Regions from separate parts of the Mus musculus genome. Here all the other regions are linked to region 1. A link is a contact called in public HiChIP or PLAC-seq and promoter capture Hi-C data. All regions are on one chromosome and are shown on one strand. Each heading gives the region's core, a stretch centred on a gene start, on an enhancer-like site or on the middle of the called end of the contact. The rest is flanking DNA. Distances are from core to core; before and after follow the strand shown. Region 1 holds the start of Cep152 (centrosomal protein 152). Region 2 holds the start of Dut (deoxyuridine triphosphatase). Region 3 overlaps Fbn1 (fibrillin 1). Region 4 has its middle 29 kb from the start of Dut. Region 5 holds the start of Myef2 (myelin basic protein expression factor 2, repressor). Region 6 overlaps Fbn1 (fibrillin 1).

Region 1 (4,075 bases), core at 457-2,956:
TGAGTTTGGCTGGTTCACAGGTCAACCACACGGTGGACCAGCAGCAGGATGGGGGAGGGGGAGCTTTAGAGAAAGAGTGAAAAAGCTCAAAGTCCCAGAGAAAACTGACTTGGGCCAGCATCCAAAAGCAACAGCTGGGAAGCAAGAGGAAAAGTTAACACCTGCTGGGCTCAGGACTCACAAAGGCAGGTGGGCCCTGCGGAACTTCGTGGCGGATCCAGACTAAGTACACTAGGGACAGACATCCTGGAAGGAAAAGTACACTATCTCAACACAGAGCAAGTTATCCCCCTATGTCCCCTGCCATTCTCATGCACTATTGCATCGTAGACCTCAGCATGGGGCACTGGACATATCTTTCTCATTAGCCGATACTTGGATCACCTTCGACAAGTGCCATTTCCCCGAAGGCCTTTCATTAGTCTTTTCTTGACCAACATCTTCATTTGCCCATTCCTTCATTTATTCACTAATGAGTTAACACAGTTGTTTTGAGTGCCTAGCATGGGCCATGAAACATGAAGACAAATGCTCAAGTGAATACCCCCAAGACGTTCATATTGTTCTACCAGTGAAGCAGACACACGGTAACAGATCGTAGTAGAAGAGAAATCCATCTTCTCTTGGGGTCGGTATGCACCCTGTGTACAGTGGTAGGGAGATCCAGTTCCACTGAGTGACGTCATGTGTTTCGAGGGCTGAGTGGGTGAGAGGTGGGGCAATTGACTCGAAAAGCAGCCCAGGAGATGGGGTGGGAGGAGGGGAAACAGGAGCCATCCCAGAACTATTGGTAGTGCAGCCTTGTGACTTGGTTCTGTTTCTCTCACTCAAGCTCTTATTCTGTATCAGACCCCTAGCTGAGGGTCAATGTCAGCCGTACAAGGATAGGATGCAGGTGGCAGACTTAGCAAACAGCCAGATTTGGAAGAGCCTTGGACAAGTATCTTACTCCACACGGTACACAGGGGAAAGATTTAAAAAGATGTGGGCATCCAAGTCACCAAGTTCTTGGCATGCACTAGAGCCCTTCTTACCAAAGAAGCCAGAGACAGCAACTGTTCCAGAACTCAGGTCTCGAACATGCCAGGTCCAGCCACCCTCAACAAGCCAATCAAGAGACACACATTAAAATTGAACAGCCAAAGTGATATTTATCCATTGTGTTTGCGATCTCCAAGTTCGATGATATAATGGGATTTAACGACAGGCTAACATCTAAGAACATTCGCGGAAATTCGAGTTTTAGGGAGGAGGCACCTGGGAGCTCCTCCAGTTTTATCAGTAAAGAAACACAAATCTTAACCAGCCAAGTCTGAAGATGATGCCAAATTTAACAACGACCAGGGCTGGCAGTGGCACTTCAGAGAGCAAAAAGGGCCATTGGATGAAACTTAGACGTGTAAGGGGAAAAAAAGGAATGTCCTAGCTAACCTCTGGGAGGGCAAACAGTCCGCCGTATCTAAGCAACCGTAGTCCTCTAGGAGGCTTTTGTGATTGGCTCACTATTTCCCCAATGGAGGCTCCGGGAAGCTTCCCGCCGCCACTGGCGCCCTCTTCGAACAGCCGCGCTCTTGCAACTGCGGGCGACTTCTCAACCGACCTTGTGGGAGGCGGGTTTTCCGCCCCATAGCTCCGCCCAGCCGTCAGGCCCATCGAGCAGCGGCGGCGATTGGAGGAGGCGGCTGCTCGTCGAGTGGCGGGGTTCGCGGGCTAGGGTGTAACCGGGAAGGTGCTCGCGGCTGGAAGTCAGGGCAGCGGGTTGCGGGTTGCGGGAGGTGACTGCGGTCTCCCGGCCAGGCTGGCGGCTGCGGGATCGGGACCCGCGTTCGAGTCTCCTACACCGGGGCTGTGCTTGCTGGCTCCCTTCTCGATCTTCAGCCTGGGCGTCCCATCGGCAGACCTGTGCGCGCCCGTGGTTCTTGGACCCCGGGCCCAGTTCTTTGGTAAGGGCGCTGCGTGAGTACACCCAGTCGAGGGGGCTTCCTGTATTTTGGGGTTACTGTCTTCTGCTCACCTTGGTTTTCCATGCTGCTATCGGTACTACCGAGCTCAAGAGATTGTCATTGCCCCCTCCCTCCGTACTCTTTGTAGTAGGAACAGGATTTGGAAAGTGTCTAAAATAGACTGTTGCGTTCTGGCTGTTTCCACCCTGTAAGAGAAGTTAGTGTGTAAGCTAGTGCGTGCAGTTTTCTAACTCCCAGGGCAATTACATTTAGTCCATCTTGTAGTCATGCATTTTTCAGTGTGATTTAAGCTGAATTTCACTTCGTAGCTTCACAATTCTTGATTGTTTGCATGTAAATAAAGGCTGAAGTTTGAAGCCACAAGCAAAGGATATAAGCCATGCGCTCTGGAAGTGGCCAGAATGCACTTTGGATGGAGCAGGCATCTAGAGGAGGGCGGAGTCCTTATCCGGGAGTTGTAAGGTTTCCCACACCTATGATGTTTTCACCGTTTCATTACTAAAGAAACGGAAGCAGTTACGATTGCACAGCTGCCAGAGCTGAGGATCTTCAGTTCTTAATTGCTTACAGCCATATTACATCCTTTGGGATGCAAACAAACAAACAAACAAACAATTTGGAATGTAAACAAATAAAAAGAGATCTGCCTAAAGACCCTATCTACTCCGGTGGGAGTAGATAATAGTTTCAGCAGTTAAGAGATTGTCAATGCTCTTGCAAGAGGCTGTGAGTTCATTTCTTGCACCCAAATTGTATAGGTCACAACTACGTGTGACTCCGGCTCCAGGGGAATCCTAAGGCCTGTGACCCAATGGATATATTCACTCATAATGATGATGATGATGATAAATATTTTTGGAAAGGAAAATATACACTAAAGTTTGCTCACAAAACAAGTAAATATTTTTCCCTCTATGTGAGGGGGTGGAAGGGGGTGACCAAAAACTACCAGGGACAGTGCTGACAAGTATTGTCAGACAAGTATTGACAAGCTGGGTCAGAGGTGTAAGAGAAGACAGCTGTGCTTCTTGTATTCTTGTAGTGGGGTTAGGAAAAGTTTCCCGGCTAGAGTGAGACTATTAACCAGGGAGCTGTATTTTAGGGAGCACACTGCCCACGTTGATCCCTTGGTTTATGTTTTAAGTGGTCAGCTCTCTGGTCAAGCATAGGAGTAGGCCACTGTTCCTACTAATGGCATAATTTTGCCATATTCACCAAGATACAGTTTTACTATGGCAAATGCACATTGCTATCGATTGTTTTCATGATGATCTGTCAGCACACATCTCACCAGCAATTTATTTATTAAAGCCACAAAAAAACATAGAGTTGTGGCCATTTTCAATGTAGTAGTTGAAGGTAGCACGGTGCTACTTAGAGTACACTTCCTGAATTCTTCATGGACTTAACCTCTGTGTGTGTGTGTGTGTGCGCGCGCGCGCGCGCGCGAGTGGATATTTGTATGGCTCCACCCTGTTAGAGACTGGTATCTGTGGCTGTTCAGTGTTTAGGCCATGCTAGCTGGCGTTGCCCAGGACGTTCCAGACAGCCTCTCACCTGTGCCTCCCCGTCCCGTAGAAGTGTTCCTTACAGATGCCTGGGCTCTCTGTCTGGCCTTAATGTGGTTTCTGAAGATTTGAACTCAGGTCTGCACACTTGCATGGCCACTTGCACTGAGCGATCTCCTGAGCCTGATGAACTCAGACTGTAATAATATTCAATGAACATTTATATTTCTTTCTAAAATGGATTTTTATGCTATTTTCTCATCTTAAGTTGTCATTTTCTTAGAAAAAAATGTTTACTGATACTTTTTATTAAGTGATTTGTAAGTAGTTTTACAGTTTTGTAATTTCATCTCTTGACTTTGTAAATGTGTTCTGTGATATATACTATTTGATTGATGGAAGTGGCCAGAATGGACTTAGGATGGAGCAGGCATCTAGAGGAGGGCGGAGTCCTTATCCGGGAGTTGTAAGGTTTCCCACACTTATGCTGTTTTTTTACTGTTTTAAAAGGCTGATATCTTTTGCTTGAAACAGTTTAAAAATTTTATTTTTACTTTGTATGCCTGAGTCTTTTACCTGCAAGTTTATCTGTGCACCACTTGT
Region 2 (4,253 bases), core at 657-3,156, 380 kb after region 1:
AAAAGGAAAAGCAGACACGTGAATCCATGTTTTGTTTTGTTTTTAAAATGGGCTAAGCATTATCTCTTCACTGTGGCCACACGACACTAAGGACACTAAGATGACAGACGCTATCATAAAGGACCGGTATGAGAAGTAGTTACCGGCTTCTTTAGCTACTTACCTACTCTTCCATAGCACCCAGAAGGGACAGCTATCTGAATGTCTGTCTTCACGATGGCTTTCTCCATGGGTGATATTGTATAATCATAGGCACTGAAAGGCAAATCAGTATTTTAAAGTGTTTTTAACATTCCTTCTTACGCTAATGCATATAAAATGCGTGCCATTACTTCATATAAACAGATCCTATAAACAACCTTATGGCAGATTCCTAACTCACCTAAAAAGGTTTACTTACAAGGTAGTAGGCACTTTCTTTTAGCTTTAGAAAGATGGCTTCAGGCCCTTAATCCTAGCACCTAGGCAGAGCAAGAAGACAAAACCCTGAATGTGGGAGTGGGGAACAGGGAGATGCCAACATTGTCTCTGCTATGTGTTCTGTGGTTTTTGTCTCTGAAAGTGAAGGCTGGCAAATTAGCATGAGGAGCAGGAAGGCAGACTTAATTCATAGAAAGAATATGAAAAGCCAACCAAAGAGCAAACATCTAACACTCAATGGGCCTCACTCCGCTAGGCACACTTCGAGCCTGCGAACGCATATAAACCTATACTTTACTTTTGTAACGCTTCTCTTGATGAGAATGAACCTCCCGAAGAAAATGTTAAAAAAACACAGGTGAGAGGCAGAGATGCACTGCATTCCCCCTGCCTTCCACGCTATGGCTGTGAACTTCAGTGGCCGAAGAGAGCTGGTCTCCCAGAGCAGCTCTTGGGGGTGGACTCTGATCACAAGCGATTTTAGAAAGTCCATCTACCAAATACTACTGTAGTCTCTTATTACTGCAGCTCCCTTCCTGATCCAACGAAACTTCAGACTTTACAATGAGCAGCGCTGGAAGTCTGGCATGTGGTAGAAGAGTACGTTCAGTCACACGGAATTTTCACTCTGTAACATCAGCCATTCCCAATACACAGCAAACACCCGCTTATGTAGAAAATGGCCATAGTATCTAATTTCTCCCAAGACAGGGCATGTTAGATGCATACATTCAGGTCATTAGGCTTGGTGACTTTACACTGAGCCACCTCATAAGCTAGCCCTGGATGGAGCTCCTTAAGTTCCCAGTCCTTGGACGGGATAAGAGAAGTACACAGCTTCCATAGATCCTTTTCCTAGACTTTAACGTGCACACTGCAGACAGTCACACTTCGGTCAAGAATAAGCCTTGCACATCCGGACCTTCCACTTGGAAAGGGTGGAGCGCACGCTGCACAGTAACGCTTTGGAAATGTTATAACCCTTTACTTTCCGCTCGCCCAAACCCCTACTGAATTTGCTCAAGGTGAACTCAGGTCTCTGCGGAGCCACGACTGCACCCGGGCTCGGTGTTTGCATTCCTGCCGTCGGGCCACGGCTCTCACCTGAATAGGTCGTAGCCGGCAGCGCGCGCGGACCCGCGGGTGGGCGCCGTGGCGTGCTCCGAGAGCCGCACGAAGCGCAGAGAAGCGCCATCCTCCGCTCGAGCCCTCTTGGAGGCAGAGACGGCCGCGGCATCTTCCGAGCAGGGCATGGCGGCGGGCGTGGAAAAAGCAGAAAGCAATGAGCGTGCGAGAGCCTACCCGCCGAAAATCTCCCGCCTGGACGAGCCCACCGCGCAGGACAGGGGACGCGGCCTTCCGCAAAGGGCTCGAGCGCGGCCTAGAGGAGGCACCGACCTCGCCAGGCTCCCCTCCTCGGGGTCCGCAATGGACTCGTCCCCGCGCTGCAGGCCAGGCCCTGGCTCACCGTTACCTGCTCAGACCAGGGCTCCCTCCAAGCGCGCTCCCGCTCCAACTCCCCCACTAGCGCGCTCTCTCGAACTGCCCTAATCCTCCCCACCCCGTGCGCGCTCCCGCCCCTGCCCCCCACCCCCTCACCAGCGCGCGCGCTCCCGGCCGGAGCTCCTCGGCTTCCTCGGCAGCTCCGGCTCCGCGCCGACCCGAGCGCACGCCCGCGGAGCAGAGCGGCCTGCAGGCGGGCGCGCAGCAGCACGCTTAGGAGAGGCATGGCGCTGGAGGCCCTGCAGGCCCTGAGGCCGCTGCCCCGCCCCGCGCTCCGCCTAGCGGCCCTCCTACGTGCTTTTCCTCGCCCTGACCTGAACAGATCTTTTGCCTTCCACCACCGGACCTGCAGGGCATTTTAAAATTCCTTGACCTCAGCCAAAGCAACAAGGAGCCAACCCCCACCCCCACCCCCACCCCCACCCCCACCCCCACCCCCTCGCCGGTAGTTGGGAGTCAAACTTTTTTTTTCCAGAGAGGATAATTAAAGATCTTTCTGGAGTCTCCGGTTTTATCTGGACTATACCATAAACACGTGGAACTCAAGTTGTGGTGCACTTCGATTTTCAAGATAAATAGAAGGCCCAAGGCACTTTTATAGAAATACCGACTATACATATTGGGGCGATTGGTTCCCCTGATGGGTGTGCAATACACTACACTTCTTGAAGCTCTTTTAAAGCATCTGTTATTGTGCAGTCCCACGATGTGTCTGTGTGTCTTGCAGGTCATTGCCAGTGCGAGGTTATCTTCTCCTTGTTCCTTCCACCTTTAGGTGGGTTTAGGGTTAGACCTGTGGTGGCCAGGCTCTTTACTCTCAGAATGTTTTTATTTACATTTCTTCTTATTACAGTCTGCACATGCATGTATTTTCTTGCCTAATGTCTACTTGTTGGTTAGATTCAAAGTCCATGAGGGAAATTGATCCAGCCTTTGTATTCTTGGAGTCTAACCGTGAGTTTCAAAAGCCCTCACAGGTGCGCCTGCCCCCCCCTCTTCCCTTCCCCCCTCCCTTTTCTCTTCTCCCCCTCCCCTTCTCCCTCCCCACTCTCCCTCTCCCTTCTACTGCTTCAGCACCATGCCCGCCTGCTCCACACCATGATAATGGACTAACCCTCTGAAACGGTAAGAAAGCCCCCAGTTAAATGCTGTCTTTATAGAGTTGCCTTGGTCATGGTGTCTCTTCACAGCAGTAGAACACTAAGACAGATGGTGATCGCATTGTTTAGTAAGGAGGGCTCCTGTGCATTATTTCTTCTCAGAAATCTTAATATTGGTGCTTAATCCTTTAAAACAAGATTATTGTTGGGCCTGGAGAGATGGTTCAGCTGTTAAGAGCACTCAGTGTTCCTGTATCAGACCCAGTTTGGTTAGCAACACCCACATTGGTGATTCACAACTGCCTGTGACTCAAGCTCCAGGAGACCCAACTATGTCCTCTGGCTTTGGAGGGCACCTTATACACACAAACAATCATGTCCACGGGAACAGATAGATAAACATATATTCTCTTCAGTTTTGCATATAAATGTGTATATGCTTTGACCACAATTCTCCAGTTCTTAACTGCTTACCCCATTTTCCTGACACCAAACCACTTCTTTCCATATAGTACCTCTCCTGGTGTTTCGTTTTGTTTATTGCAGGATATGTCATCACACTATGAACCCACAGATTGTGTTATTTACTGGACAGACCTGTTTCTAGTTGTGGTGTGGTCTAGCACAGACCTTTCATCCAAGAGCTTTCTGTTCATTGTAAACAGGATTAAGTGAAGTCAACCAGAGGTCAAGAGGCAGAGCAAGCAACAAGTTGACAGGAAGTGAACACAGGGGAAAAAAGTTCAGAGTAAGAGGATGTCAGGAAGATGGATAGAGAGACAAACAGGAATTTAAGGGAGGGACATTCAGCTTGAACAGTTTTTGAGATGGTGTGGAGAACTTCCTTTTGGGGACTTAGAAGGTCAGTTGGGTGCTTCCACTGCCCCTCTGAGCTAGTAGTCTTTCACTCCAACATCTGGCTCCCAAGTCGTCTTTGGTAAAATTGAATGATTGAGATTTTGTTAAAAACGTTTGTTTGCTTGTTTGAGTTTTCTCTTTTGAACCCACAGCATTTAACTAGACTTGCCTCCCTGAAGCTGGGTGGGCAACCATTATGTCTGTAGCTTCTCAGGGAGAGAGGCGGGGCTCTCTCTGCCCTTGGTTTTCACTTTCTCAATTCATTGTTTTCCAGACAGGATCTCATGTAAGACCCACACTGGGCTTGAAAAGGATGACTTTAGACTTCTCATTCTCCTGCCTCAGCCCCTATAGGGGTGGGTTACAGATGTG
Region 3 (4,041 bases), core at 1,061-3,560, 270 kb after region 1:
TAGATGTAGTCTTCAAACATGAAATAATGAAATTAAACACATGCAATGGTAGACAGTAACATTTTACTATAATAACTTATATTAAAGATACAGATTGTGGCATATGACATAATTTAAAACATCATGGTGACCTTGAATGGCAACTTTACTTTAAAAACATTGAAAAAGTAATAGGTTAGGTTTGAATTCCAAAAGTTGCTTGGCAAGGCCCTGTGACTTAAACATTAAAACTGTCATAGTGGCAACTTGATAATGTATGGCTCCCCCTCTTAATTGTATCAGTGTATTTCAAGAAAGCATCAAAATATATTTATGAGTTATAAAGTGACTGTGTTAATTATCAAACTTACTAATACATGGCAGTAATGTTATTGGTGATTCAAAAATGACAGGATGTCCAAGCCATTGAATGAGGCATAATACTGAAATTCTTTTATGCTCCCTTGTTGCTTCTCACAGAAATCCTGGCTAGGGGTCCCTTCTGGTAAACAGGAGCTCATCCACATAGATGCTGAGGTACAAATGACTCTCAGGTTCAACACTTATCATCAGCTTCCAGTGTCAGTATAAGGCTTGCTAAGGGATGGTGGTCTGGCCTCGTGAAGAGGAGGGTAGACTAACTCTGCTGCATTGTAATGAATAAAATAAAACAAAACAACAAAGCTCACTGAAGTTCAGAGGGCTGTGATGATCATGAAGAGACAGAGTCTCTGGGAGAGTCTTCATTGGCTGGAGGCAGAGTCTGTAGAGCTCCACTTTCCAAAGTCCATTTAACTGGTGAACATGCAGCTGGTTATTTTAGGTCTTTCACCATGACGACAGGTTATGTCTATGCTATTGTTGTGTCATTACAGGTAGATATGATAGATATGATGTACAGGAGCTTACTGCTATTTCAGATAACATGCCTAGAGGCAACGTGAAGTCTACTGAGACCTCAATATAACTGTTTGCCACACATGCGTGGAAATCCATCTTTAAAGGGAAATTTTTTATAATTGAATCTGCAGAGATGCAAAGACTGGGGGGACAGGACATACTCATTGTGGGCTGGCTGAGTCAGTGCCAATGTGACAGCACAGAAGTCACCTATTAGTAAGCCCAATGAACAGAAGTATACCCAGAGAAACTCTGTTTTGTTTTGTTTTGTTTTGTTTTGTTTTTGTTTTGTTTTGTTTTGTTTTCAGAAGGGCCAATACCTTCCTATTTTTTTCAACTGCAGTTTAAAATTACTTTTCAGTTTGACAATATCCAGCCAGCACTGTAGGAAGATGCCCCACATTTTGTGAGCAATATCACAGTAGAATAGTTTATGATATTCATGTCTGGAAGAGAAGACTCCTCGATTGTGTTCTGGGTTCTCCCACTGGTCTGTGATCATAAACAAATCAGAGTCATCTGACTTTAACCAGACAACCCCCTTGGGCAAAGAACTCTGCAGTAACCTATGGGAGGAGGGGCTGCATTAGGGTGAGAAGAAAAGATCCCCTGGGAATAACCCTGTTAGTAGCAGCCAAAGGTATCACACTGGACCGGAAATGACTTACACAGACAGGAACTGGCAAGCCTCACACACTTGAAAACACATTTTTAAAAATCAGCCAAAATGTCTTTTTATTTCATGTAACTAGGTCTCTTTCAGACTGGTTTCAAGTCAGTATTACTCATAGCTTCGAGCACCGTCAGGTCACCTTGGTGATGGTCCCGTTAAGGAGGAGTGTTTATAATGTCCCAGACAACTAGTGTAAACTGAGATACTTATCTTGCCTAAGTGGATAAGCAAGACACACTACAAGTAACAGCAAAAAGAAATGTCGCAACTGTGTCATAGCACACACACTCTCACACACACACTCATACACTCACACGCACACACACTCACACATGCTCACACACACATCACATACATGCACACACACCACATACACACACATGCTCACACATGTACGCACACACTTACACATGCATATACATACCACATACACACACACACATACATGTACACACCCGCATGCACACACACCACATACATGCACACCCTGCTTATTTGGATAGATTTTTAAATGAGTACCCTGGGAAGCAATTATTAAGAACACATATGCTGTTTCCTAAGGAGGGACTTTGTTTCATGAGAACTAAAATCACCCTCTGGGCTCTATTACAGCTCTGTCTAAATATTTCAGCTCCCTTGTCATTACTGATTGTTTCCATTTTAACAAATAAACATGTTTTCTTCTCCCAATCACATCAGCAGCGTTAAGAATCCACCCACTGACTCGCATTCCCAGCCCACACAGATGCTAAGCATTTCATTTTTTTTTTCTTGTTAAGCTTTGTCCAAACTGTGGATACTGCTGAAGGGAATGTCTGATTTAATGGAGAGAGAATGTGTGTTTGCTTGGAACCTAGGACGCGGATCCTCTGTCTTTGGCTTAAGTGGGTGGGGTCACAGCTTTCCTGTGACCTCTGCTGCTCATTCTAAGTAACTGTAATGGGAAGAAGATAAAGTCATTGCCGGGTGCCACCCAAGTGGGTCTTCACTTTCACAAGCTAATTTTTAGAACCTACCTGGCATCACATGATCACATAACCAGTGGATAAAAATCAGAATTGTTGAAAAAAGCAAGATTTCCTTTCACATGAGAACTGTTTCTGGCTGGTCTCAGAGTCCTACTATTCCATGCCGCAGCCGGGCAGTTCCTCCTGCTTTTCTTATCACCACTAATTTTCCTGCTCTGGCTGTCAGCCTGTGGAAACTCCATGGGTGTTCTCTTCGGTTAATAGTCTTGGCTCAAATTTTGACCTAAATTAAGAAATCCAAGTAGCACTTGCATTTAAGCTGTCATGCCCTCTTCCTCAGCCCCTAATTCTAGAGATTGCTTATGTGCCAGCACACGGGCTCAGGATCCATGGGGCGGATGCTATCTAGGGGCAGAAAGACAGGCGTTTGTAGGTGGCAAGCTCTCTCTCTGTATGGTGGCTGTGGAGGCTACAGAAGTTCAATATGCATCTCGGACCTGTGTGGCAGATTTGTGCGCGTAGGCGAAGTCCTGCCACGGAGTCTGCTTGCCGCTCACCCTGACCCTTCAGGGGGGCCATGTCCAGAGGACCTGTGTGAGCCTTTGTGACAGAGGACCTGTGGGGTTAAGAAGGTTGCAGTGTCAGCCTGAATTTGAATTTCTTTGCTTTGCTTGGCTTCCACTTATTCTGAAAAATGAATTTTCTGTCTGGAGCAAACTTGTGGAGAAAAGGGAACATTTGTACAGAAAGAGACGTTCTTGGCAGACCTGTGCTGTTTCCCTCATGCTATTGAAGAGCGTTTCAGTGCTGTGCTTTTGTTTGCTTGTTTTCCTTATGGCTCAGTTTCCCCTCCACGTGCCCAAGTCTGCCATGGAAACAGTTAATTAGCAAGAGTTGTATGCCTGAGTCTGTGTGTGTGTGTGTGTGTGTGTGTGTGTGTGTGTGTGTGTGTGTGTGCGTGCACACGCATACGTGCATCCATACTCACGCTGACGCTGTTAACTCCGAAATGTGTTTGCACTGTATCACCCGCTCTCTTTCTCACCTGCGTCTTACTCACTGAAAACAGAAGCTAGCTAATATGCTCCATTGTATTGACAACGTGAGACTTGACTATGACCCTTGAATCACTGTTCTCAGGTCTCCCAAAGCTCACAACACACACCCTCTTGCAACTAGAATTTCTTTCACCTTGAAAACAGGGCAAAATTTAAAATATTTTCTTGGATTTTAATTTTATATTAAATCTTAGTAATAGTGACTAAAGGAGATTCCTCTATCAAAAGAAGTACTCATCTTAAATGCAAGATTAAGGGAAAAGGTAAAGGCATATGAAAATAGTGGTATCTTTGACCACTAGACAACTAGACAAAGGAGAAAAAAAGGAGATAATTAGGGGTTGAATATGGTCCAAGGACATGATATACATGTATGAAACTATAACCAGATCCATTTTATACAGTGAATATATGCTAATAAAGAGAAGACTGGAGAGGATTATATTGCAGATTAACTGTGAAA
Region 4 (4,065 bases), core at 1,427-3,926, 350 kb after region 1:
GTCATTGAGAGCTCAAACAGGATAAGTCATGGTTTATTCTTCTCATATAAAACCCTGCGGTTTCCTTTTTCGTGCTCAGCAGAGAGCAGCCTCCTCAGTTTCCCTCCGAGTACTTTGACTGAGACAAATATCATTACAGTAGAGAGTGACTAGTCCACATCTTTGATGGAGGTCTTGCTTTGTAGTAGCTATTTAGGATGAAGCCCCTTCTTCTCGCTCAGCTTAATTCCTTAGTCACAACCCCAGTGGTGGATCAAGGACAGGAGAAGAGGGAAGTGGGAATCACAGAAATGGCCCTTAAGTCTCTTCTAGAATCTTGGAAGTGGCTTTTTAGAGTGCTGCGTTGAAAGAGATCTAGGACTACAAGTCTAACCAAGAAAATGTTAAATGGCTTAATGGGAAGAGGGGAAATCCTTTGTCTGTCCTGTCAAAATCTCCGCCTTTGATGGAGTATGTGCACGTGTGATTAACTCCACTTGTGGATCAGGACTTCCATGATTCCCTGTTTCATTTGTATGTCATAGGCTTGGGGCAGATAAGTGATACTACAGATATGCTAGGCTTTCACCTTTCCTCACAGGTCATCTCCAAGTGCCTCCATTTTTGTTTTGTCAAATGCTCTGATAGGTTTTGGATCATTTTTGACATTACCTGCCTATGTTACTGCCCAAACACATGTTTGTTTGTTTGTTTTTTCTGTCATTAGGCACCATTTCTCTAGGATCTTGATGGCAGCATCTTTCTGACCTCATTGAAGCCTCTGTGAATTCTATGGCTACTGTCATAGGAATGACACAGAGCAATGCTGAAACTTGCCTGTTCCTCCACAGCCTGCACATGGGCTGCTCAAACCTGCCGTGCTGGTTACTTAGAAAGTCACAATTTTCCAAGTGTGGCCAAGTATGTGAGCTTCTCACCCATCCTCGCCATTCAGAACATTACTAGAGGAGGTGTCTACCTTTACGAGAAGGGGAGGGGGGAGGAGGGAAGGATTGAGTGAGGGGGTAATCAGAAGGGGCAGTGGGCAGGATATAAAGTGAATTAGTAAAAAAAATTAATTTTTAAAAGTTAGAAAAAAGTTTCTGATAGTACTTAGATCACTGATAAACTGTAGTCATGGCACTAAGGGATGCTGAAAACATGTTTTTCTTCAGTGTTGTATCTTTGTGTGTGTCTCTAGAGCCAACTAGGTTTTTAGTGGTGATTGCAATTCAATAAAAATTCACTGTTACAACTTAAGCATATCACTAAAAGTATTTCAAAGTACACATAATAGTTTAATACTTTTATATAGCTAGCTTATTTTCATGTATATGTATATACCTTGTGAAGATATATATAATCTTCAGCAAGCCAAAAACAAATCAAGGCTATAGACATTCATAAGTCCCTCACACAGATGGATAGAGGAAGGAGTGGCGAGGACCCTAATTCGTTTGACCAGAGGCTCCCAGGATGTTGGGGAGAACTAACAAGGACAAATTGAGCAATGGAGTGGGGAGCCAGTGACACTCTAGGCCACCCTCATCCTCTGTTCTGAGGGAGCTCCAGGAAGCTTGAGTTCAGGGGCAGGTCATTGAAGAGAAGTTGCAATTCTTGAATGAAGAGCTGCTGAGGCGATGCACATGGCTTTTGGTTCCCTCTGCCATCCTGTCTGATAATGGCTTCTAAGCCATGGTAAGAGGAGCCTTTCGAGTTTGTAACGATTCCTCAGGGTTAGTAGGAGAACCTTGTGGACATTGTCTGCCATGCCACATTCATCTGTTTTAGATATCAGGCATCTGCATGGGATTTAATTTGAAGAAGAAAGCGTTCTGTTACTTGGGGGGAAATCTTTGGAAGTCATTCTACAAGACTGTTTAACCTCTGGCAGTGCTTAGCTCTTCGGGACATCTGGATAACTTTTAGCCAAAGGATTTGCCACTAGCAAGGTAAACAGAGACATAGGATCTAGAAGCCAGGGTGATGATCATTCTTAAGACATGGGATTAGAAGTCATGGGGATTTGGTCATCAGGTCACAGGAGGTGGCCCACCCAGGCTGTGACAGAGGAAAGCTGAAGCAACCAGGCCTTCAGCATGGGATGTGTGCTGTGCAAATGGGAAATGAGAATGAATGCGGAGGGAAGGATTCAATAAACTCCATCCACTCCACTGGTAAGCTTGTCTCACTTCAGGTCAGGATCTGGGACTGGATAATGACTTAGGAAAGAGTGAACACAGGTTAAAACCTAGTACAGCCATGATGGCATTTACCTATGAGCTACCATCCTTATCTTTACCATCATGAACTCATCTTCAAAAATCAATGAGAATTTCTTTTGTTCTGCAAAGGGACAATCAGAAGAACTGCTGTTGGAAATATGGTGTTTCATAGCAGGAAAACAAGATCAGCAGAATAAATGCTCTGCTTCCTGGACCTTCACAGAAACACCAACCCACAATGTTAGCACAGCGAGGAGGAGAAAATGGCTGCCTGCTTAATCCTGGATAAACTTGGCCTGGGGCTGAAAGCTGAGATGCAGGGCTAGGCTGCCCTGGCTTCTTCACAGTAATCCCCAGTACTCCAAACACTCTGTCTGGGTCATCTCTCCTGGTACTTACACCTCCCTGTGGCAGTGATGAACTCGCTGCTGCACCAGGCATTGTGGGGAGCTGGAAACCTGATAGCATCGCATTATGCAGTTATGTGGGAACTCTGGTTTCTGGAACAGAGCGAGGTTCCCAAGCTCTGCTCTTGTACGGTTTGGGTGTGTCTTTCACAAAACACTCTTTATGGGAAAAACAGACTACAATGCTAGCTAGCATTGGTGGGCCCTATTTCTCAATAGTGACATGAAACTGATCCGCTTTTTTCAGACAGTTAAAAAAAATGACAAAATTTGCTGATAACAATAAACAACTCCTTTCTCCATCTGATGTTTGTCTCCTGGCTGGTTTGAAAACTCTCCTCTTGGGTAACTTAAATTATTAATTTGAAAGTAGCACAATAACTCTCTACTCCTAATGGTTCAGATGTCAGAAGTTTACTTCTTAAGAAAATCATTGCAGTTACAAAGAAAGTAATGATAATATTTAGGATTTATTGAAAATGAGCATAGCAAGTGATAAGATTTTGTGCTTTTGATAAGAACCAAATTCTGGGCTCAGCAGTTGGGAGCAGTTGTTGCTCTTCCAGAGGACCCAACACCTGTGTAGCGCCAGTACCAGGGGATCTGTATCCCTTCTGTTCTCCAAGGGCTCCAGGCACACAGATACAAGCAAAACACTCATACATACACATTAAATAAATAAATAAATAAATAAATAAATAAATAAATAAATAAAAAGAACTAAATTCTCAGGGCTGAGAGTTAAGAGTGTGAACTTACCCAAGTTTGGTTCCCAGTACCCACACCGAATGGGCCACAACCACCTGCAACTCCAGTACCAGGGAATGGAACATCTCTGGACCTCTCAGGCAACTGGACTTATATGGGCATACCCACAAGAGTCGCAAATACACAAACATAATTAAAATAAAATAAATCTTTAAAAAAAGAAAAGAAAATGTCTCCAGTGGACAGTGGGTCACATGTCCTCAGAGAAAGCATTGAGGAATGCGGTGAGCACACAGAGAGGTAGGAATATGGAGACTGCAGAGCTGTGTGTCTTCATTATCCATTTGAAAACACAATGTCACTTTGAGCCTTGAAAGCTGTTCTTCCAGATCCTCAAAGTGAGGACCTGGGTGTTTAGGAGTGCCTCCTGAGAGAGCCCTAAATACTACTCCTAACGTTGTGCTAGAGAAGCTGGAGAACATGAGTTTCCTCCTGAGCAAGACTGAGCAGGAGGCTGAAGAGGAGGAGGAAAGAGTCAGGTTGGGATGTAGAGTGAATGAACTGCTGGAAGAATGAGGTAGAACTCAGAACAGCTTATCATGTTACTACTCAAACCCCACGTGCATGTATGAGAATTCTGGAATGGTCTGGAACACGCATGTCAAGCCTAAGAACAGACAATTTCAGACAATGGTGCGTGTGTCAACTGTTGGGTTTGCCCCAGGATGCATAAGTGCCAGGCATCT
Region 5 (3,801 bases), core at 435-2,934, 500 kb after region 1:
AGAACGGGAGATCTCTGAGAATGGGCACAAGTAGGGAAGAGGGAGGACGAGAGGAGGAAGGAAGACAGTGAGGACAATAGCCATGTTGGAGCAGAACCACGTGGCCAGGAGAAACCACAAGTAGCAAGGGGTCTTATAGCTGGGGAATGTTAGTATAGTGTTAGATCTGCCCAATCTAGGCTTATATCTTATACTTATAATAACTGGATTACGTGGTTTTTTTTTTTTTTTTTAAGATAGGCTTATTGGGGTTGGAAATTCCAAGACACTGCCCCCCAAAGCTCAGTCATTAAGAATAGCTCTTTTAATGGGATATTTAAATTGGCATACTCTGGAGTATGGGTAAGTCTCATGTGTGTGTTTAATTAAATTGTGCTTTTAGCTCGATTACAGCTCTTGAATAGTGCTGTTTCCCAAAGTCCTCCTCCAGCAGAGCTCTAGTGTCCCTTCCGAACCTTCTATTATGGTTTGGTCACGATGAACTCTTGAAAAGTGTTGAAATGTGAAAAAGGTTTTTGCAGGAATCTACTAGTCCAGGACTGTCAGATGGAGTTCCTTGGAGAAATTCAATGGTAACAAAAGAATACATGGAATAGTGAATACTTTGAAATCTAGGGTTGAGGTGGGGTGGGGTGGGTTAATCTGGTTTCTCCTTGATTGAAACCCCATGGGAGCCTTAAGAGATAGACTGCGATACTGTAGCACTTGGCCCTAGATGAAGTGTTTTCTTTAAATCTCTACCTTGCAGGGAAGGAACTGCTGTCTTTACCTGAAGAGAAGTGGAGAACTGAAATGCCTCAGCCGAGGAGAAAGCCTAATTTTCTCTGCCAGATTCCAGCACCTGTCTGCTAACTGCAACCATTAGGCCCCAGGGGTGACAGTACAGAAACACAAAAGTATCTGTTGTGTTTAGGACACTATGTGGGTAGAACGCCAAACTCAGAATTTTGTAGATGACTCTCATCTCTAATAAACTGTGTCTGCCTTATGCTGTTCACTTTTTTTTTAAAGAAGGAAACATTTGAGGAGGTCTTAGCTTTTTTTTTCAACTGAAAAAGGCCATTTTAGTGTGAAGTGTAATCATGACACTCAGGTTTATGAATCTTTAGTATTTAGGGGTAAAATCTATAATCCAAACCAAAATATGCATTTGTAGCTAGTCTTGTATAAGACTTCTTTTAAAACAATTTGTTTTTTCCATGTGTGCGTGTGGTTTGCCTGCATGTATATCTGTGCACCACAGACATACCAGCGCCTATGGAGTCAGAAGAGGTCGTTGGAGCTCCTGTATGTGGGTGCTGGGAACCGAACCCAGGTCCTTGGCAAGAGCAGCAAGTCATCCTAACTGCTGAACTCCTCCAGCCCCCTTGTACAGGTTTTCTTAAGAAAATGATGGACTGTCCAAATCGATAGCTGCCCCGAGAATGTAAAAACTTCGACCTCTTAGCTGATTGCTAAGGTCTACAAAAATCTTCAGCCCTCAAAGAAAGTGGTCAACTTGTCCTCAGCTACCGGTGCTCGCTGGCGGGTTCGTAGAGCATCCACCCGCAGAGATGGAGCTGCCATAGTCCTCTCATCCAAAGGCCCCGTCCCCGAGGACCCCCATCTCTGCCCCCCCAGGCAGCCCGCGCTCCCTCCGCAGGTGGCCGCGCCGGAGCCCCGCCCCCACTCACTCCCCAAGTCGCGGGGCCTCGTCCGCTCTCGCGAGATCCCGGCCGCCGAGCGCTCGGGGCCTTTTCAAATCGCGATCCGTTACCGCTTCTCCGGCCGCCGCCATTGTAGCGCTCGGAGCCCTCATCGCGGCCGAGGCGGAGCCCGCGGCGGGATGGCCGATGCCGACAAGTCCGAGGCGGCCGCGGGTGACGACGGCTCGCAGCAGCAACCGGCTGAGCCGCGGCGAGACACGCACCCCGGCGAGCCCGAGAAACCGCCGCGCAGCAGCGCCAACGGCGTTAAAATGTATTGTCTCCCCCGGGCGGCCGGGCGGGAGGGCGGCCGGGCAGGGCGGGAGGCGCGGGCGGCCCCGGGGCGGGAGCAGGTGCGGTGCTGGCGGCCCCGGCCTCGGGCGCGCGGAAAAACGGTCCCCTTTAAAAGGCCCGAGGCTAGCCTCATCCTCGGGGAGGACCCAGGGATGACATCATCGGTCCTTTCCCCTCCCGGCCCGGTTCCGAGCCCCGGTGAGGGCCGCGTGTGCGGTGGTGGCTTCCAAAGTGTTAGAGCTCACCGAACCCATTGTGTTCCTCTTGATTGGCTTTCGAAAAAGGAGGACTTGGTCTCCTCCACCCACCCGGTGATGGTTGTGGGCCGTGCAGGCTGGTTTATTTATTCATTTTTTTAAAAACACAAACTCAGTGTGTAGTGGCCTTCATTTTACTATAATTCACTTACGATATAATTAAATTACTGAAATATAAATCTGAATTTGGCAAAACTGGGAACGCAACCCAGGGCCTCGTGCAGTCTCCAGGCAGGCGCTAGGCCACAAAATGACACCCCCCCTCCACCGAATGCAGTGCTTTTTTTGTAGAAGAAAACCCGAGGGCTGAAGGTTGGATCTGTCATCTGTGTCTGTAGAGAATTTAGTCGACGTTAATCCATAAGATCTTAAGTTGTAAGGCAGTAGGATAGGGGCAGATTGTGCTCGGCTGTCCTTGTCACGTGGGGCTATGTGAAGGCAAACATTTATTTTCCTATGGCTTATTCTGTAAAAACTGAAGTTGAAAATAATGCCAGTAATTTGTTAAAACACCCTCCACCTCTCCATCCTGCCACGGTAGAAAGCAGTGAACACATGCTTTCTGACATGAAGTCAGAAAAGGGAAAATGTCTTTCTGGCTTTTGTGTGGAAATACTTGAGGCAGTGATTTGGACCAGTCTGTTGAAACCGGCTGAATTGAATTGGTTGCAAACTAGATGGGGTAGTGCTCCTCAGCTTCTCTATGACAGTCTCGCTCTTAGGGTGACATCATTGTATATTTTTTCTTAACCACTGACAACGTATTTAAGAGGAATTACCCCAGTTCCCTGGGGCCTATCCTGAGCTTTAGAAGTTCAGTGTTTGCTGTTTTCCTGATGCCTATATTCATTTTTGAAATGATATATGATATATGTGGAGAGGCACTTTAAGAGCGTTCCATTAGACAGAGCCTGTTGTGTTACCTTTGAATTGGCTAGGAATACCTTAAATATGGACATTCGTCTCCCTACCCACCTGGTGACTTTTGAACAGGAAGCATCGTGTGAGCAGAACAGAATTTTGCAGGTATCAGATTTGCAGGGCTTGAAAGTCAGTGCAGTTTGCTCATGGATGGAGAGTGTGCATGCATCAACCACCGAGAAATCAGAAAGCAAGGAAAGCCTATCTCTTATGCCTGTCAGATCTTGGGCTTTTTCAGAGATTTGCTATTAAAAATAGAAAAAAAAAGTGGAGTGACTGTAACAATATAGTCACCCTCTGTGTCTTTGGATTCTGTATTCATGGAGTTAATGGTGAATTGGAAATACCCACATTGTATCTATATGGAAAGTAAGCATACATGATACACGCGTTGTTTTAGGTATTATAAGTAAGGCAGAGAGTGAAGTGTGTGTGAGATTGTGCTACGTCCCATGCACACACTGTGTTTTGGGAAAGGGCTAGAGTATCTGGACTCTAGCTGTGGGGTGCAATGGGGCTGAGGGGTACAGGGTTGTATTACTAATGTGTACCTAGTAGTGAGGGTGCCACTGTTTGTTTTTTTTTTTTTCCTGAAGAAAATAATCATTGAATCTTATAATGTTGGTATTTGTGAAGCTGGTATC
Region 6 (3,968 bases), core at 888-3,387, 310 kb after region 1:
GTAGGGAGCTACTACAGTGAACCAAGCAAGGATAGTCCTTCCTTGCATGGCCCTTGTAGTCTAACTTGGAAGGCAGTATCTCTTAGGACAAGAGATACTTGTCCTAAGAGATACTGAAAAGGACAACAGAACAGAAGAGTGTCCTAAGAGATACTGAAAAGGACAACAGAACAGAAGTCTTAGTGAAAATTAAAATATACTGTTAGTGCCCATAGTTTATACTTTCAGTATGTAAAAACACCAAGTTTCCTATGCATCTTGTATATTTGGTAATATGGAAGGCCAACCACCTTATTCAGTGTCTTATTTTAGCCTTTCCATTAAAATGTCTAAGGATGGCTTCTATGTGGACCACTTACTCTTAATTCTTTTCACTATATGCTAGAATTAAATATGTCCAAGAACTCTAACAAAGTATTCCTGTGACAGTGTGATCAACACTGAATGTCCATGTGTGCAGATTAAAAAGTACTGTCTTCATATAAAGAGAGGGGGTCTGAGGACTGTAGCACGAGCTAAGGGTGGGATATAAGTATATTCAACCTCTCCCACCTTGGGGGTACTACTATGCAAGTGAAATGGTTTGTGTCTAATTACCCTGGCAGCTCTAAACTGCAATGATACCATTGTTTTTATTAAATCAGAGAAGACGCAGTATTCTGGACTAAATGTGAGATTTAGTAACCTAACAGGAACAAATTTTATCGATGTTAGTGTTTTGGAATCTTCAGTTTGCGGCTGTGTATGTGCAAAAGGATTCTCCTCTCCTAGAAAGAGTGACCGTTGAGGAGAGCCTGCTGTGTTCCTCGGCTTCAGATATCTAAAATAGCAACGTTATCTCTAAAATTAGAGTTCTTTCTTTCCCAAGGGAAAATATTCTCCCTAAGGCCGAGGCCGGAAACAAGAACAGTGGACGATCCAGATGGATGGGTTAGGAGGCATCTATACTTTTTAGGGATTTTTTTTTTTGGTAAAATATTTTCTCTCTCCACAGTTGTTTAGAAAGACCATGACCTAAACATGTTTTCTCTCTCTCTCTCTCTCTCTCTCTCTCTCTCTCTCTCTCTCTCTCTCTTTTTTCCCTAGTCTTTTCTTTTTCTGCCTAATGTAAACCACCTGGTTTTAACAGAATCAACAAAATCTACTTGAATGTTGGGTTTTTTTATCCAGTATATTCTATTTAATCTTAGGTAATTTTCTATTTTATATCTGGCAAAACTCCATCATATGTAAGCCTTTTTGTGTAGTGATGTGAAGTGGGACCAACTGGAGACTTTGTCTTTGAGCCAGCAGAAACCCCTGGCTGCATATAGGAGCCTTATTTTAGCTATTAGGACATCTACTCCCAGGACAGTCTGCAGAAAGCCACTTGGGCGGTGTAAGGGCTAGACATCCATCTCTCTCACTGTCTCTGCCTTTGAGCAAGTGCAAACTCCAGCTAGAAACCAGTGGTCAGCAGGTTTCCCTCCTTGCAAGAACAGGATAACTGAGCAAGACAACACAGATCCAAGAACTCAGACAGAATGAAAAGTGATATCAGAGCCTTAGCTCCATTTTATCTGCACTCATTTTATCTCCACTTTGGATCACTGGCAGATACCGATGAATGCTCTGTGGGCAATCCTTGTGGAAATGGGACCTGCAAGAATGTGATTGGAGGTTTTGAATGTACCTGTGAGGAGGGGTTCGAGCCTGGCCCAATGATGACTTGTGAAGGTAAGTAAGGGTCTCGGATACAGAAGAGACAGTTGCCTATACTGACCATGGGAGCAGCTGTTTGATTGTAGTTCTTAAGATCAAATACCTTTCAGGGCATGGAGAGTTAAGAACATCTGAGCATGGCAGGCTGTTGCATCATTCTTCTCTGTGACCTCATATGGTCAGGAAATATAAAGAAAACAATAGAGGTGACTTGTGGCAGAAGTTATATTGTATATAACGGAATGCTCACTAGTGTGTCTTTCTGCTTACATCTCAATACAACTCCTCATTTACTACCTCCTGTCTTATTACTCTCTATTTCCTTTGTTGTTTTTGTTTCCAAGGCTCTTCTCCCCTCCCCCACCTCTTTTGTATTCTCCTGCTCTCCTCTTAGAAACATCTGCTCACAGAGCTAGATAACCACTGACATCCTGTGGTCATCTGGAGGCAATCCCAAAGGAGAGGTTGCCTAACCCATAGAGGCATCTGAAAAGTATTTGTCAGTGTGACTGCCTGGAAGGAAGTATGGAAAAGAAAGAAAAACTAGGGAGTGCCAAAGAGTGGTTGGTCCCTCGACTATTTGCCTCATATTCCCCTGGGATGCAAGCTTTCTGGCCTCATCTTCGACCACTAAATCACAAACTCTAAAAGCAGAGCCCAGCAGCTGTCCAGATGATCCACAAGCTCTTCATGATAGGGTTCCCTGGTGTAGGAAAAGAATGGGGGAGGGGAAGGGAAAGTGGTATTAAAGGGATCCCTTCATCAGAGATATGGACTGTTGGTACCTTCAGAGTGTTGTGAGCCTTTTAAGGCTGTGGTTCAAAGCTGGCCTGGATGCTCAGTCCTGTCCTTCATACACATTGTTGTTCTTGGGGGACAGCATGATCATCGAAGAGGTTTGGTTTCACCCTCTCGCTTTTGAAAACATGTCCTGACATTTCTAAACCATGCACTCTAGAAAAGTCATTTTTCCCAGTAGAGGGCATCTGTGTAAACTGAGTTTCTCTAAGTATAAAATGACCAGAACACTCTGTTTGAGCCCAGAATCCCTGTTGTCTCATAGGAACCTCTTTGTTTGGGGAAGGAGAGGTTACTAAGAGTATTAGAGAGCTTGGCTTCTTTTTGACCACAACTTCTTTAGTTAAAGGAAGCAAAGATGATCTATAGTTCATGTACAAAGGAAACGGCAACTGGTCAACCTGAGTCTTCCAACTATGCAAAGTGGACCTGTTGTTCCTCATTCACGTAAATCCATAATTACACCAGGACAGCAAGCTTGAGAGATGTACTGGGAGATCCGGAGCATACATCCACCATATTTATACCAGCTATAAAATAATCAACTCATTTTTATAATTTTCTGGATCCCTCCCATGCCTATGATAAGGAAGGCTTTTGACTTTTAGTAAAAGCACATTTCTCTCTTTTTGACATTCTTGGTGCTGTTGGCTCATTCTTTTACGTTCTCTTACTACAGATATAAATGAATGTGCCCAGAATCCTCTGCTCTGCGCCTTCCGCTGTGTAAATACCTACGGGTCCTATGAATGCAAATGCCCTGTTGGATACGTTCTCCGAGAAGACAGGAGGATGTGTAAAGGTGAGGGCCCATTTTAGTCCATTTAGTCCTCAGAATTATAAATGCTTCAACAAGCAAGTATGAATCATAAAGCAAAGAAGTCCAGGAAGGGCTCCCATAGCATCTTTGTTTCTGATAAGGTCATCGGTTTATTGGAAAGCAGTTTTCTCACCAAGTCCAAAGGCGGTTAGAAGATTCCCTTCCACGTTTAATATATCAATTCCCCATACATACAAAAGGAAATAAGCTCAACGCTAAGATGACGGAGATGATAGTTTAAAGGACAAGCCTGCAGTGGAGCTTGTTTTAAAGTTGTGATTACACATCTTTCCAGATGAGGATGAGTGTGCAGAGGGAAAACACGACTGTACTGAGAAGCAAATGGAGTGTAAGAACCTCATTGGTACCTACATGTGCATCTGCGGCCCTGGGTACCAGCGCAGACCCGATGGAGAGGGCTGCATAGGTAAGACTGTCTCTGGTACAGACCGCTCAGCATTGAAATAGCCGAGGGCAGAAGTGACCTGAGCTCTGAGTCAGGTTGGTGACGTGCTCCTTCCTCTTAATCAAATGTCACAACTCACTGTGGAGAGGCCTTACTGTTCTCTCCTCTGGGCTGGCCTGTCCCTATTCTCTTGGCCTGTATTGCTGCCAGGGTCACCCACCTTTGGCCCTTGCCCGTTGTTCA

The links. Promoter capture Hi-C pulls out the DNA fragments that hold promoters and counts their contacts. HiChIP or PLAC-seq counts read pairs in DNA pulled down with a chosen protein or histone mark.
Region 2: a CTCF HiChIP or PLAC-seq map of the NIH/3T3 cell line shows a contact between it and region 1, with 9 read pairs. The contact joins the promoter of Dut here to the promoter of Cep152 in region 1. A contact is called at or near these places in 8 of 39 promoter capture datasets (3T3-L1-derived adipocytes, the HPC-7 cell line, cranial neural crest and 5 more), 1 of 15 datasets of contacts at CTCF or cohesin (the NIH/3T3 cell line), 6 of 484 Hi-C or Micro-C datasets (CD4 T cells, Th1 cells, embryonic stem cells and 3 more), 21 of 115 datasets of contacts at active chromatin or transcription factors (the 230-238 cell line, the SCID.adh cell line, astrocytes and 15 more) and 2 of 9 other capture datasets (embryonic stem cells and pancreatic islet).
Region 3: a promoter capture Hi-C map of the 3T3-L1 cell line shows a contact between it and region 1, with 4 times the contacts expected there. The contact joins the enhancer-like site here to the promoter of Cep152 in region 1. A contact is called at or near these places in 3 of 39 promoter capture datasets (the 3T3-L1 cell line, cranial neural crest and hippocampal neurons), 2 of 484 Hi-C or Micro-C datasets (the 3T3-L1 cell line and nephron progenitors) and 1 of 115 datasets of contacts at active chromatin or transcription factors (embryonic limb bud).
Region 4: a contact with region 1 is called in a promoter capture Hi-C map of cranial neural crest. The contact joins the enhancer-like site here to the promoter of Cep152 in region 1. A contact is called at or near these places in 12 of 39 promoter capture datasets (the 3T3-L1 cell line, 3T3-L1-derived adipocytes, the C10 cell line and 9 more), 5 of 484 Hi-C or Micro-C datasets (the C2C12 cell line, the F1.1 cell line, cumulus cells and 2 more) and 11 of 115 datasets of contacts at active chromatin or transcription factors (bone marrow-derived macrophages, craniofacial prominence, embryonic forebrain and 8 more).
Region 5: a promoter capture Hi-C map of cranial neural crest shows a contact between it and region 1. The contact joins the promoter of Myef2 here to the promoter of Cep152 in region 1. A contact is called at or near these places in 2 of 39 promoter capture datasets (cranial neural crest and maxillary cranial neural crest) and 1 of 484 Hi-C or Micro-C datasets (liver).
Region 6: a contact with region 1 is called in a promoter capture Hi-C map of the 3T3-L1 cell line, with 6 times the contacts expected there. The contact joins the enhancer-like site here to the promoter of Cep152 in region 1. A contact is called at or near these places in 5 of 39 promoter capture datasets (the 3T3-L1 cell line, cranial neural crest, frontonasal cranial neural crest and 1 more), 1 of 15 datasets of contacts at CTCF or cohesin (the NIH/3T3 cell line) and 1 of 484 Hi-C or Micro-C datasets (embryonic fibroblasts).

What each region holds. Positions count from the first base shown.
Region 1 is chr2:125,622,744-125,626,818 of GRCm38.p6, reverse strand. It overlaps Cep152 (centrosomal protein 152), which reads left to right and starts at 1,706. Exons shown (of 28, transcript NM_001081091.1): 1 at 1,706-1,943.
Region 2 is chr2:125,245,168-125,249,420 of GRCm38.p6, reverse strand. Dut (deoxyuridine triphosphatase) reads right to left here and starts at 1,906. Exons shown (of 6, transcript NM_023595.6): 1 at 1,525-1,906; 2 at 164-255. The coding sequence starts at 1,673.
Region 3 is chr2:125,354,125-125,358,165 of GRCm38.p6, reverse strand. All of the region lies in intron 32 of Fbn1 (fibrillin 1), which reads left to right. Among named protein-coding and RNA genes, the nearest start is that of Dut, 110 kb to the right of the region's middle. Within about 2 kb of position 2,310, at least 60 of the 459 cell types and tissues checked have an H3K27ac peak or open chromatin away from gene starts, as enhancers often do.
Region 4 is chr2:125,274,367-125,278,431 of GRCm38.p6, reverse strand. No RefSeq gene overlaps it. Among named protein-coding and RNA genes, the nearest start is that of Dut, 29 kb to the right of the region's middle. Within about 2 kb of position 2,676, at least 26 of the 459 cell types and tissues checked have an H3K27ac peak or open chromatin away from gene starts, as enhancers often do. A contact at or near this core is called in the C2C12 cell line and craniofacial prominence, where this site is marked.
Region 5 is chr2:125,121,543-125,125,343 of GRCm38.p6, reverse strand. It overlaps Myef2 (myelin basic protein expression factor 2, repressor), which reads left to right and starts at 1,684. Exons shown (of 16, transcript NM_010852.2): 1 at 1,684-1,959. The coding sequence starts at 1,826. Gm46759 (a long non-coding RNA gene) reads right to left here and starts at 1,700. Exons shown (of 2, transcript XR_001783448.2): 1 at 1,250-1,700; 2 at 1-555.
Region 6 is chr2:125,316,745-125,320,712 of GRCm38.p6, reverse strand. Fbn1 (fibrillin 1) reads left to right here. Exons shown (of 66, transcript NM_007993.2): 54 at 1,597-1,716; 55 at 3,179-3,301; 56 at 3,615-3,746. Among named protein-coding and RNA genes, the nearest start is that of Dut, 71 kb to the right of the region's middle. Within about 2 kb of position 2,137, at least 21 of the 459 cell types and tissues checked have an H3K27ac peak or open chromatin away from gene starts, as enhancers often do. A contact at or near this core is called in embryonic fibroblasts, where this site is marked.